Linked DNA regions of Mus musculus: region 1 is linked to region 2. The links are chromatin contacts, called in public HiChIP or PLAC-seq maps. All regions are on one chromosome and are shown on one strand. Each heading gives the region's core, a stretch centred on a gene start, on an enhancer-like site or on the middle of the called end of the contact. The rest is flanking DNA. Distances are from core to core; before and after follow the strand shown. Region 1 holds the start of 4933406J09Rik (RIKEN cDNA 4933406J09 gene). Region 2 overlaps 4933406J09Rik (RIKEN cDNA 4933406J09 gene).

Region 1 (3,993 bases), core at 1,315-3,814, 53 kb after region 2:
GCTGAAGTTGATTTCAGGCAGTCTGGCTACTTGCTTTATTTCTTCAGTGGAAAGGCACAAGAGTCAGTCTGGGAAGCAGGCATTTTGACCCGTGCCTGGAATGCCAGAGGCTGAGGCAACAAGACTGCAGTGAGTTCTAGATCAGTCTGAGCCTCCCCAGCAAGTACCAGGATGTTCAGAACTACACAGAAAGGCCTAGTCTGAAGAATAAGAGTCAACCCAGAGCTGTAACTTGCTGGATTGAACATAATGCTACAAAGTTGTAAGAACAGGGCTGAGCACAGCTTTGCTGGTGTGGTTTTTCCCTCCAAGGGCACTGCATGCCAGGATGTCTTTTGCACTCCTATTAACTCAGCCTAAGACTATATCACTTGCTTTAATTTTTAAATTATATTTATTTACTGGGGGGAAGGGGCTCGCATCACAGCAGCACCTGTGTGAAGATCAAAGGACAACTTCAAGTTGGTCCTCTCCTTCTACCCTGTGAATCTCAGGGACCAAGCTCAGGTCATCAGGTTTGGCTACAATTGCCTTAAACCACGGAGCCATCTCGTTGGCCCACCATCACATTTTGGGAAGCTATCTCACACTTTTTCAAATGAAGCAGACACTCATCCATAAGGCATTTTGACATGAGTTCTTCTTAAGTGAGGTTTCTCTTATTCTTTTTGCGTACAACTGATTAGTTAATCCTAAGTATTCCAAATCTTAGCACATGCTTGTCCCTACAATAATTTGGGGACCCCACATATTACCTACTTTATTCTTCCCAGAGTAATGATCATATGTCAACAACAGCTGGCAGTTTCTGAAACACCAGCTTTGTACCCCGACACCTGACAAGTGCTTCCCACGAAAACCTTGGTCATTTGGTCTTTACACAAAGTCAGATCTTTCTGTCTTCTCTTAATAAACTAGGAAACAGAGGCTAGTGTGGTTAAGGGAACTGTTCGTAAGCTATTTAGAGAGTTAGAAGTATGGCTCAGTGGCAACCATGAGTCTGTACAGACTTCAGTTTGGATGCCCAGAAAAACCTCGGCATGGTGGCCCACATCTGTAACCCAGCGCGGGGGACAGAAGCATGCAGAACTCAGGGGCTTGCTGGATGGCTAACTGAGGCAGCAAGCCCCAGGTTCAATGAGAGACTACAATAAAGTGGAAAAACAATGAGGAAGAGAGAGGAAAGAGAAAGGGGGAGCGAGGGAGGGAAGAAGGGAGGGGGAAGAAGATGGAGAAAGGGAGAGCATCCAGTTGGGAAATGACAGACCCAAGGCTCACATCTAGAACTCTCACCTGACTCTGTGGTCCATATCCCTCCCCAAACTCCTCTTCCCATCATCTGTGAATTCATCACTACCCAAGTCAATCATAAAAAAAATGTCAAACAGATTCGAGGACAGTGCTCAAAGGTGAATTTCAAACCTCCCACTGTATATTTGCTGGTTATTCACAGTCAGGGGTGAGGCATTTTTCACAGAATGTTGGACTTGTTGCCCACACTCAGACACCCAAGCCAGTGCAAGCCAATGGTTCTTATTCCACACCTGCACACATCACACTCTGGGTAGCAATGAGAAGCCACCCGAGGAGTTTTACATCTATACCTGTTTTGTCATTGTCCAACTCATCCCCGTGCACATCCTGAGACCTTTGACCCCTAGTTATAGAACATGCATTGCAAATGTTCTTCCCTAACTCTGGGATTTTGTTCTCTGGGTGGTGTAAGAGTTGAACTCAGTGTCTCAGATACACTAGGCAGGCACTCTGCCGCTGAGCTAGCCCCAGCCCTCCTCACAGAACACACGAAACTCACTCATCCTCCATATAACTATCCTCTAATAACTCAGTTGTTTAGTGTGAGGCTTCTGAACTGCCAACTCCCCAACACTGTGAAGGTCAGCCCGCTCCTCCAACACCTCTCGACAGTAACCCATTCTTGGTTTATTTTCTATGGCTGCGATAAAGCCGGCATGACCAAGAGCAGCCTAGAGAAGAAAGGGTTAATTTGACTTACCATGACCTGATCGCTGAGGAAAGCCAAGGAAGGGATCTGGAGGCAGAAACTGAAGCGGAGACCTGAGAAACTGCCTTGTTCCCCACACCTTGCTCAGCTGGCTCTTTTCTGTAACAGAGGATCGCCTCTCCAGCTTGTCATGCGGCTTGTTCACATCTTCACAGATCAGGAAACAGAAAGCTCCTGTAGGAAATAGAGGCCCAAGGCCCGACCTGAATCCTTCTAAGGATTTCTTAACCTTCGAAAAACAGCGCCACCTACTGGGCACGAATGTTCAAGCACATGAGCCACGGAGGACACCAAACTTCACCTCCTTCGCATCCCTCATCCAGTCAGAGGCACAATGAGTAACAGAAATGACTCCAATGCATCCAAATGTGCCTCAGGCAACCAAGCCTATAGTCCAAGGTGAAGATTCGGTGGGGCTGAAAGCCAAAGAACTTAAATGATTTAACTAAGGGTTAAATTAATTTAAAGTAAAATCATATGTTGTAAAGAACTGGTGTCAGATTGGTCCCTTCAACATTCCACCGTGGATAGGGGAGGCTCCTGAGGCGTCCACCCACCCCACCCCACCCTGCCAAGGAGCTAGTGGCAGTTAACAGTTGCTGGGGTGAGGGTGCCATTTCTTCAGTGGTGTAGCCACTGGTAAGTTGCCCCTGCTTTAATTAAATGACCCACCCCATAGCCATGATCACACAAGCAGCCCTCGTGGGGCTAAAAAAGGCATGGGAAGAAGAAAGTCAATACAAGCGTGAGGGAGAACGGTAATAGGGTAAGACTATGACCACAATATGTTGTACACTCGTGTGAAAGTGTAAAAATAAATGTATTTGGCTTGACTGACACATTAAAAAGAGCTTATTTCAAATGCCTTCTGTAACACCGAACCGAAACCAATACAATATTCTCTCCGGTTTGAAGGAGACCTTCTAACACTAAGCATTTATAGTCAGATAAGGACTGCTGAGATGATGTACAAACAGGACAAACTGGAAAAGCTGCTCTCTGCAGGACAACAAAGGAACGCATTCTGCAGGAACCGGTTCTCGTTTTCATGGGAGGTATTGTGTTTACATTACCCTCATTTTCTACACATTAACTTGCATCTCCATAGACTTGCAATGTGGACGAATCTAGAGCACGCAAGGGTCAGGCCTCTAGGAACCAGACGGTTTCCAAACTCCCAACCACCCACTGAGGAGATATCACCAGGCTTTTACCTGTTTCAGACAGTGTAGTATTTTTCTGCTCCAGAGTCAAGTGGCAATGATCCTGGTTCTAGATAAGAAGACAAAGAGTTAATCAAAGACATCTAAATAGTGACAGGAAAGATAGTCAGGGTCTGGGCTCTATAGACAGACAGCCTGGGCTCTCTTCAACCTCAGCTTAGCCGCATATGTCACCTTAAGCAATTCGGTGCCTCGGTTTTCTTATCTGTAAGTTGGGCATAACTATAAACACTCTCTACACAGCTGAGTTTTAAGAAGAAGGAGAAGAAGAAGAAGAAGAAGAAGAAGAAGAAGGAGGAGGAGGAGGAGGAGGAGGAGGAGGAGGAGGAGGAGGAGGAGGAGAAGAAGAAGAAGAAGAAGAAGAAGAAGAAGAAGAAGAAGAAGAAGAAGAAGAAGAAGAAGAAGAAGAAGTGACTCCAAAAAATCCCAGCTATTGTAATGACACCTCTCTGCAGCCCGAGACTATGAAAACATGCTTCTGTTTATTTTTAAAGTTGATGACCGACTAGGTCGAGAAGTCTCTCTTGATGACCATAAATTCGACAAGATGGATGTTCGCTTTCTCCAAGTTTCTCATTGCCTCTCCTAGAGTAGACACAGACTCATTGTCAGTCAGGTGTAGACCAACATTTGCCCTCATGGCTTCCGGTAGAGGAAGAGGTGATATTAGCGTCAAGTCTGAGATGTTCTTAATTGTGGAGTCCTCAAAGGAAGTTGGGGATAGCTAAATCCACCACAATTCTATCC
Region 2 (4,011 bases), core at 73-2,572:
TCCGGGTTTACCCTCTGAAAACCCCCTATTCCACCCCCCACGCCGCTGCTCACCAACCCACCCACTTCTGCTTCCTGGCCCTGGCATTCCCCTACACTGGGGCATAGAACCTTTACAGAACCAATGGCCTCTCCTCCCATTGATGACCGACTAGGCCATCCTCTGCTGCATATGCAGCTGGAGCCATGAGTCCAATCATGTGTACTCTTTGATTGGTGATTTCGTCCCTGGAAGCTCTGGGGGTACTGGATAGTTCATATTGTTGTTCCTCCTAGGAGGGCTGCAAACCCCTTCAGCTCCTTGTGTCCTTTCTCTAGATCCTCCTTTGGAGAGCCTGTGCTCAATCTAATGGATGGCTGTGAACATCCACTTCTGTATTTGTCAGGCACTGGCAGAGCCTCTCAGGAGACAGCTATATCAGGCTCCTGTCAGCAAGCACTTGTTAGCATCCACAATAAGTGTCTGGGTTTGGTGATTGTATATAAGATGGATCTCCAGGTAGGGCTGTCTCTGGATGGTCATTCCTTCAGTCTCTGCTCCACACTTTTGTCTCTGTAACTCCTTCCATGTGTATTTTGTTCCCCCTTACAAGAAGGATTGAAGTGTCCACACTTTGGTCTTCCTTCTTCTCAAGTTTCATGTGGTTTGTGAACTGTATCTTGGGTAGTCTGGGCTAATATCCCCTAATCAGTGAGTGCATATCATGTGTGTTCTTTTGTGATTGGGTTACCTCACTCTGGATGCTATTTTCTTGTGTTTCGGTAAATCTCCAACCCAAATAAGCCCCAGCAATGAAAACGACTCAGTTAATATGAATACATGCTGTGCACCTAGGTCCAGCAGATCTACCACTACATACCATCTTCCACGTCTATGAGACCCCTTAGAACTTGCCGTATCTCCAGGCCACGTGCTTCTGCTCTGCTTTTCTTCTTCTTCCTCTCCTCTGCGTCCTCTCTATCTCCCATTTTCTCCTTCTTCTCCTTCTCCCCCTTCTGCCCCTCCTTCCCTTCATCTGCCCAGTCATCAGCTCTCCTTTATTTTACAAATTAAGGTGGGAAGCAGGTTTACAGGAAATCACCTGAGCGCTGACTCATTCCTTGTTTGTGACCCCTCACAGGAGGAATAAACATCAAACATAATTAGCCCCAAAACTATCCACAACATTCTAGTTTCATCCATTTGCCTAAGAATTTCATAAATTCACTGTTTTTAATAGCTGAGTAGTACTCCATTGTGTACATGTACCACATTTTCTGTATCCATTCCTCTGTCGAGAGGAATCTGGCAGAAGAGCATTCCTAAACAGAGCAGGCATCAGTCGCTAACCTCTGTTTTGGAAAGAGTCTATCATGGGAGGGGAGTATGACAGCAGGATCAGAGAGCAGAGAGGTCACTTCTTCAGCTGCTGCAAACACAAAGCTTAAGATCACACTGAACTGAAGCAAGGCCATGGCTCCTCAAGTACCTGAGCCAGTATGGGACATTCTCACTCAAACCACTTAGTGTCACCTTAACTTAAAAAACATCAGATAAAATGTTCTGGATAGCTTGAGGAAAGGCACAAAGAGACAGAGAACACATGATTGTCATCTGTGTCCTTTAGAGACCAAAGACAGAGAGACAGAAATGATGAGAAAGACGCTTAATTTTTTCCCTTTCTTTTTCATGTTTCTGCAGATTTACATTATTTTTTCTAGAGATTTACATTTTTTTTTAATTATGTGTATGTGAGTGTCCATCCTTGTGGTCAGAAGAGGGTATTGGATTCCCCCAAAGCTAGAGCTGTAGGAAGGTGTGAGACATGGGTGCTGGGAATCAAACTCAGATCCTCTGAAAGAGCAGCTAGCGTTCGTAGCCACTGAGTCATCTCTCCAGCCTCCACATTGCTAATCTAGAAATGTAGGCTCTTAAGAGCTTCTTAAACTGGAGACATTTATTCCCTGTGTATTCTCTTCCCTCTGGATTGGCAGACTCAAAATTCCGACTTCTTCCAGGAAGCTGGCTGACTTCATTCTCTGCTTGGAAAATTATGGCCAATAAATACTTCAGATAGCCCGATGCTTTGATAAATGAATATTTTTACATTTTCATTTCTTTGAGATTGTTACAGTGTGGTCATGCCCTCCTGAGCCTATCCAGACAGAGCATGTCTGTGGAAATCAAGCTGGGCCATCATTTTATCCAAAAACTCTAAGAAGGATTTTTAAACGTACACTATTGTAATTTATTTTTAACTAATACTTATAATTTTGTTATTTCTTTTTATAGATTAGTACTATGTTTACATTACCCCCCATTCTCCTCCACCTGACTCTTTCTATGTCCCCTTCAGTCTTCTCAAATGTGTGTACTCTCTTACTCTGCAATTACTATTGTTGCATGTAAATTAATGAATACAACCTGCTGAGTCCATTCAGCTCCGATGTACAAGTGTTTAGGGATGACTGCCTGGGACTGGATTACTTCTCGGGGACTCGTCTCAAGAGCAGACTCATTCTCCCTCTCAGTGGTCATTAATTGTCTAAAGCTCTTTATATAGGGGGTGAGAAGAAGGCCAACTCTGTAGATCAGACTTGGCAAGGACAAGAGAACGTCCCCAAAAGGGAATACTGGATGGTGGCTTGAGACCCACTTGCTTTGCCTTGATGTTCCCCTCCAAAATTCAAGCTTGAAACTTTTGTTTTCTGAGACAAGGTCTCACTATACAGCCCAGGCTGGTCTAGAACTGGTTTGAAGTCCAGATGACCTCAAATTCTCCACCCTCCGGTGCAGCCTCTCCAGTGCTGGCATTATGAGTATGCACCATCACATTTGGCTGTGTTGGAAATTTCATCCTTGGTGTCTAAGTGTTGACAGATGGGGCTTCAGATATCCTCAAATGAATTAAGGCCATTATCAAGATATGCATTCTCTCTCTCTCTCTCTCTCTCTCTCTCTCTCTCTCTCTCTCTCTCTCTCTCTCTCTCATTCATTCCCCAAACAGACCTCTGTAACAGATGTGGAGACAATGCCAGTTACATTTAAATTGTACCTATAAGCCCCGGGGCCACCAGATCTAGGCTCTGGGCCACTTTCCTGTCAAGGAGAAACTCAGAATGCATACATAGGAAGGTCTGGCTTTCCCAAAGGTTGGTTGAAAACCAAGTTAAATCTTCCTTCTCCTCTCCTCCAGAGTGAGATTTCTGGAGGCAGCTTTGTGTGTGCTATTGAAGCACAGGGAGGCATACTGGCTCAGGGACTTCCTGGCCTCTCAGACACACAACAGTATTTAGCTCATCAGATGTCCCCATTTTAACATGTGCCCATGCCCAAACCATCAGAGCTCTCAGCTTTCTATTTCCTTCCAGTCCCTGATGAAGACACAGGAGCCACAATGTGTCTGATGATGACTTTAACAACCGGGAGCCTGGCAGTGTTCACACTTCTTGTGGGATAATAGGAAAACTTTAGGCCATTTGATTTGGTAATTTCTGAAAAATCAGAGAAAAATGATTTTTGCTCCCTATCCCTGAGAAAGGGACAAATATAATATCATTATTCACCTGCAGGATGTCATACTTTTAGAAGGGTCTTGACCACTATTAAAGACTTTTTTTCCCACAGGAAGATGAGGGAGGCAGCCTCCGACCAGAGCTCCTCTTGATTAATTATCTCTTACTTAGGGTCTAGTAGCCGAGTCCCCCTGTTGTGGCAGCTGTGAGGCCACTCTCACTATGGGCTGTAATCCTGGCACAGGCACATGGCAGATGCTGGCGTCTCAGGGAAAGCCATGAGACAGCAAGGCTTCCCATCTCTATCAGCTCTACAGTTGTTTGGTCCAACTGAGTGACAGTAGTAGCTCATGTAAGCAAAGAGAATGAAATTAGAGTAAGAGGAACCAGAAAGATCCTGTAGGAGGAATGGTGTCTTAGTTTCCTGGTGGTTTAACAGAACAGTACACACTGGCCAATTATGAACAAAGAAGTTTATTTGGCTCTTGATTCTGGAAGCTGAGAGTCTAGGGCAGGG

Evidence for each region. HiChIP or PLAC-seq counts read pairs in DNA pulled down with a chosen protein or histone mark.
Region 1: a contact with region 2 is called in an H3K27ac HiChIP or PLAC-seq map of embryonic stem cells, with 8 read pairs. The contact joins the promoter of 4933406J09Rik here to the enhancer-like site in region 2. A contact is called at or near these places in 1 of 39 promoter capture datasets (macrophages), 1 of 484 Hi-C or Micro-C datasets (epidermal suprabasal cells), 2 of 115 datasets of contacts at active chromatin or transcription factors (both in embryonic stem cells) and 1 of 9 other capture datasets (adipose tissue).

Annotation. Positions count from the first base shown.
Region 1 is chr6:134,400,851-134,404,843 of GRCm38.p6, forward strand. It overlaps 4933406J09Rik (RIKEN cDNA 4933406J09 gene), which reads right to left and starts at 2,565. Exons shown (of 9, transcript NR_153848.1): 1 at 2,015-2,565. All of the region lies in intron 2 of Bcl2l14 (BCL2-like 14 (apoptosis facilitator)), which reads left to right.
Region 2 is chr6:134,348,884-134,352,894 of GRCm38.p6, forward strand. All of the region lies in intron 3 of 4933406J09Rik (RIKEN cDNA 4933406J09 gene), which reads right to left. Among named protein-coding and RNA genes, the nearest start is that of Bcl2l14, 45 kb to the right of the region's middle. Within about 2 kb of position 1,323, at least 5 of the 459 cell types and tissues checked have an H3K27ac peak or open chromatin away from gene starts, as enhancers often do. A contact at or near this core is called in embryonic stem cells, where this site is marked.